Linked DNA regions of Rattus norvegicus: region 2 is linked to region 1. A link is a contact called in public Hi-C data. All regions are on one chromosome and are shown on one strand. The core of a region is the stretch at or near the end of the contact, and the rest is flanking DNA. Distances in the headings are between cores, read along the strand shown.

Region 1 (2,790 bases), core at 138-2,637:
CTTCGAGCTCCCTCACGGAAATGTCGGTGATTTATACGATTTTTATTTTAATGTTTCCGTTGAGTGGTGATGAAAGTCGATAAGACAGTCATAGAAAAGAGACAGGCCTGGGATAAACCATCGAAGACCCAGAGGTGCACAATAATAAACCCGTCTGCTGCGCCACAATTTGAGAGAAATCACTATGAAAACGAGAAAGCGATCGTAGAGTACTTCCCATCACTCAGACAGACCCAAAAATTCAGTTTGTTTTTCCCTCAAAGAATAAGAAACGGAGGGAGAGAAAAGGAAAGCCAGGAGGTAGCTGCGATTACAGAGCCTTGTGGGCATCTCCAGGTGATGTGTGGGGCGCACCAGGGAAAAGGCAGCCAGCACGGGGTCTCTGTGTGTTTGGCGCCCTCTGGTGGAAAATTTGCCGAAACCGCCTTTTTTATGGTGGGGGACTTCACCCCGCTCACTCAGTAAGGTGCTTAAATACTGCCAAAAGAGAATCATTAAACACCGTGAAACTGAAAAGAAGCGCGGAGAGTGGGCCAAGACAAGGAGTGCGGTCCTGGCTTCCCGGAGCCACCTCCACGCTCCGGTTCCCCAGGCGTGTGGAGCGGCACTCGTGCATGTTATTAACCTTCAGACATGATCAATCACAGAGATTTCTTTTCCCCCTCTCAAGGGAGAGGGCTCAGAGAAAGGGAAATAGACCCCTTTCCTCTTTTGGTACCAGGTAGCTGTGTTCGAACGAGGTAGTTTGGAGATGAACTGGATGAAGATACTGGAGTGCAGAAACTCCACGGTCTGGGTGGTCAGCTCTGCTTTGCCTGTACAGCCACATTGGCTCAGTAGAGCGCTCCCCATGACACCACCCAGAGAAAACCTTCTGGATTGCCAGTCCAGGGCAATCACGGGAAATTGATTAAGGCAAAGCAAATATTCTAATCTCCTCCAAGATACGGGAAGGAGGGCAAAAAGGAAGAGAAAGAAGAATCACCCAGTGAGACAAAATTCTTCGTAAGAATGATCTTTTCCCTGCTGTCACCCAACATTGCTTATCTCAAAAATAATTGGGAAAAAAACAAAAAACAGAGCGTGCCCAGTGCGTTCTGGATTACTCATGGGACTTTGTCCCCCCCCCCCCCCTTTCTGGTCGCAAACCCATGAGCTGGCTTTATCATCGCCCTATAAAGCGCCAGAGGCAGTCAGACACCTGCAAAGGAGCCCCAGCGCTGCGCGGACGAGCTGCCCCCGCGAGCAGCGGCCTCGTGATTCCCCCCGCCGAGCGGGTCCCCGCCTCCCCACTCCGCCCCCGCCTCCCCCAAGCCCAGCGGCCGCCTCTCCGGATCTCTCTCTTCTTCAGGCTCTCGCGTGCCGGACCAGGGATCCTGCAAGCAAGGAAGCAGCCCCGGGGTGACACCCAGCACGTACGTCTGTGGCAGAGCAAAGCCAAGCGGGGGACGCTTCGCGGAGGAGTCGCGGGAGGGTCCAGCTCCCTGTGGCTGAATCGAGGTAGGTAAATACCTACCGGATCGCCCGGACTTGCCAGAGCCCAGCCTTGGTTATTCAACTCGGTGCTCTCAGCCTGCGGCTTCTTGTCCAGCCCGTTACCCCACCCCACCGGCACGCGCCTGTCGCCCACCTTCCACAACCGAGTGCTTCCCTCCAGTCCTGTCGCAGCTGGGGTTTGGCGGCCCCCAGCCCTGTCCCTCCTCGCTCTTGCTTATCAATTTCATTCGAGAGGACACATAGGGGCTGAAGTGACACCAGAGCCATTTTTGCTTGCGCTTCGGGGATCGGAGCTCACGGCTCTCGGATACGCGCCTGGGTAGCAGCGGCAGAAGGTGCGAGGAGCGATAACCTGTTACTTCCCCAGCACCCGCGTTCCACTGCCGCCCGCCGAGCTGCGAGAGCGCGCGGGGGGGGGGGGACAGATGCTCTGCCCGAGGGACGACGCGCAAAAGGCGGCTGGTGGGCTGCGCTCTGCGGGGTCTTAGATTTACCCAGATTAGTGCTCTCCTCCCGCTCCTCTCATTCTTTCTCCCGCTCCTTCTCCCCATCTCTTCCTCCTTTTCCCTCTCGCCCTCTCCTCCCTCTCCCTCACTCTGTCCACGAACAAGCACCAAATAGGGGAGCCGCGCACTCTTATACCCGAGGTCTCTTGCGCCCTGGGCGCAAGTTGGCCACCGGGTGACGTTCTCCTTTTTACCCTCCGTCACCTTCTCTGGCTCAGTGAAACGAACTCTGGGGACTAGGTAGAGTAGAAGCAGTGAATCTGGGACGGAGCCTCGCCCTAGGGTTGAGAAAGCAAGAAACGAGGTGGGACTATAATCTGATTAGGAAGGCTCCAACACGCAGCCTTTTGGTTGTCTGGAGTGCAAGGTGACTGGTTCTTAGCGGGTCAAGTCCTGGGGTGGGGGGGCGGCTTTTTCCTCTCACCTTGTCTCACCAAAGTCCCTGTCCCCGGCGCAGTGAGCCTCCTTCTTTCCAAGGAATTAGCCAGACACAACAACGGGAACCAGACACCGAACCAGACGTGCCCGCCCCGCACGCCCTCCCCCCTCCCCTTCTGCCTGTCCGCCAGGCTGCTGGGAGCCCAATGGGGCTTGTCTCAGCTGGGCTGGAATTCGCTCGATGAGTGCTCCCTAGTGCTCCTAGTCCTATCCTTACCCCATCCCTCGCGTCCTGCACCCGCCTCCGGCGCCCCTTAGCTGTAAGCCTCACTCGGGGCACCCCGTTGCGCCTCTAGACTTGAGAGTCGCCCGGGGCTTCTGTGCCTGCGCCCCAGTCCGGGAGCTAGCG
Region 2 (2,790 bases), core at 178-2,677, 990 kb after region 1:
GAGAGAGAAAATGAATATGAGAATTCCCTGTACTCATATCTGTAACGACATCACCGATGTAATTTGTTTTGAATGTTCATTTTTATTGGTGTTCCCTCTGCCAAAATGTGCTTGATTACAGAGGTCTTTCTGTGATCACTGTGCTCTCCAGATAGGGGAAGGTGCCGCGGCGAAGGTTCAGCTCAGGCCAGATCAAATCCCGGGCTGTTTAACGCTGAAAGGCTGCATGTTGCTATTAGTGTTAAATATATGGCTAATTATGCGTATGAAAATTAAACATCAGTGTTATGCTAATGGCGCGCCTTCAGCTGCGGATCTGAGCACTTGAGACTACCATTTAATCAAATGAATCAGTAACTAATACGTGTGCACGTGTGAACTTTCACAAGATCATTTCCCCCGTCCCCGTCACACCGCTAAATTATGAAAGAAATAATTATCAACACTTTCTAATTACCTAACAAAGTAATTTGGGATTCATCGTGGGGCTGGCGGGATTGGGAACCAACAATCCCTAGCAACCAACGTAGTTTGCTGCCACGCAAGGTGGCTGTGTGGTAGTAGTGGTGGGTGGGGGCGAGCGAGCCTTTTGTGCACTTTGCAACACTTGCACCCAGAAGGTAGACCGCGCCTTGGCAGCTCTTTCCTTCATCAGCTTCCCCACCTCAGCCCCGGGCCCCGAGGCTCCAGCTTTGGCCACTGGAGGTGAGGAAGAGACTGGGCGACAGAGAGGGGTATATCTAAACACAATTATTTTAGCTACCACATATCTGGATTTTCTGAGGGTCTCGGTGTCCCGCTAGGACTCCCAAACCTCAAGTACTCTGGCCAGACCCCAGGAGATCGGAAAATGACCACCTGGCAGGCATTCGACGCTCCAGCCACCAGGGGACCGTAGGCCCCCTGGACTCCACACTAAGCCGCGCCCTCGGGGCGAGTGAGCCCGGGGTGCGTGGCTCAAGGGAAGTAGAGAGGGGAGGGGGAAGCAGGAAGGTTGGGAGGGAAGGGAGGAGGGGGGAGAGGCGGTACGGCCGCCTTTCCTGGGTGGAGAAGCGCGGGTTCCTGGCTCTCCACGCGCACTGCTTTGATCATACCCGTGCAGCCTCGAGCTGGAGTGACCAGCTGGGCCTGGAGAAATGCGAGCAAGCCCCTGGGAACGGTGGCAACGGCGGGGCAGCGGCCGAGTGAGTGAGTTGGGCCAGAGGGCCCCCAAACCCAGATCCCCGGGATGTGGCCGAGAGAACCCCAACCTGGGAGGCGCGGCCTGGAGAGCGCTGAGCTAGGCACAGGACGCTCAGAAGGACCGCTGGCTGCAGGCTACCTGGGTTGTCGCCCAGTGCGCGACTCCGCGATCCAGAGACCGCGGCCGGACTCTGGAGCGGCGCTCCGCACCGGACTAGGTGACCTGGAGAAGTGGTCCGGGGTCCCAGGCGTTGGGGGCGGGCGAAGGGTGGGGACAGCAAGGGGGAGGGCGACGGCAGGGCGCGGCTGGTTGGTTTCTGGGGCGGGAAGCGCGCGAGGGAGGCGGGAGGCTGGAGTCGCGCGCCTTCGAGGTCCCAGCGCGGACGCCGCAGCCCATTGTGCGTCCCGTTCCGCGCGCTCTGTTGCAGAGGAGCCCCGGCCGGGACGTGTGGACCCGACTCTCCCCAGGCCCGGCCGCGTCGCCCGCTCTAGTCCAGCAGAGCCGGAGCTTCTCGGACCAATCCCCGGTGATTATGCAAGAGAGCCGACCAATCAGCTCCACCAGCTCATGAATATTTATGACCTTGGCTGAGTCAAAGCTTTGAACCGAGTTTGGGGAGCTCGGCAGCATCATGCTTAGACTTTTCAAAGAGACAAACTCCATTTTCTTATGAATGGAAAGTGAAAACCCCTGTTCCGCTTAAATTGGGTTCCTTCCTGTCCTGAGAAACATAGAGACCCCCAAAAGGGAAGCAGAGGAGAAAAAGACCCACACCCAGACCCCGCGAGAAGAGATGACCATGACCACCATGCCAGAAAGTCTCAACAGCCCGGTGTCGGGCAAGGCTGTGTTTATGGAGTTTGGGCCGCCCAACCAGCAAATGTCTCCTTCTCCCATGTCCCACGGGCACTACTCCATGCACTGTTTACACTCGGCGGGCCATTCGCAGCCCGACGGTGCCTACAGTTCGGCCTCATCCTTCTCCCGACCGCTGGGCTACCCCTACGTCAACTCGGTCAGCAGCCACGCGTCCAGCCCCTACATCAGTTCCGTGCAGTCCTACCCCGGCAGCGCCAGCCTCGCCCAGAGCCGCCTGGAGGACCCAGGTACGTGCGCTTGCCAGGGACAAGGAGAGAAGGGAAGGAGAATGGGAAAGAGGGGGAGAAGGGGAGGGGGAAAGAGAGAAGACAAGAGAGTGTGGGGTAGAGAGAGGTGGGTGGGGGTGGGGAAAGCGCGGAAGTAGTAGAGGTTTCGGATATCAATCTGTGGATCCTTGTCACTGAAAAGAAAAAAAAATATAAGTCAATTCAATTTACAACTGTCCAGCAAAGGATAAATCCGAGCGCGTCTCCTGGCACTGTCTGGGCCTCTGGGCCGCTCGGTGCGTCGAGCACACAATGCCCTGCTGGAAAACAGAAAACCACATGTGCACGTATTAGTCTCGGTAATTATTTATTGCGTAGCGCTATAAACAATGTATGCAATTAAGGGTAATTAAACCTCAACTACCGCCTGCAAAAAATAGCGAACTTTCTCTGCAAAGGCAATAGCTGCGCTCTTGGGAACGACCCAATTCTGTCTGCAGCAGCTAGGGACCTGCGCTCGGA

Evidence for each region. Hi-C and Micro-C count contacts between places; a contact is called where the count stands out from the background.
Region 2: a Hi-C map of frontal cortex shows a contact between it and region 1, with 6 times the contacts expected there. The contact joins the promoter of Dlx1 here to the promoter of Gad1 in region 1. A contact is called at or near these places in 2 of 12 Hi-C or Micro-C datasets (frontal cortex and prefrontal cortex).

What each region holds. Positions count from the first base shown.
Region 1 is chr3:75,776,065-75,778,854 of GRCr8, forward strand. Gad1 (glutamate decarboxylase 1) reads left to right here and starts at 1,388. Exons shown (of 17, transcript NM_017007.2): 1 at 1,388-1,500.
Region 2 is chr3:76,762,437-76,765,226 of GRCr8, forward strand. Dlx1 (distal-less homeobox 1) reads left to right here and starts at 1,428. Exons shown (of 3, transcript NM_001100531.1): 1 at 1,428-2,289. The coding sequence starts at 1,977. All of the region lies in intron 1 of LOC108350393 (a long non-coding RNA gene), which reads right to left.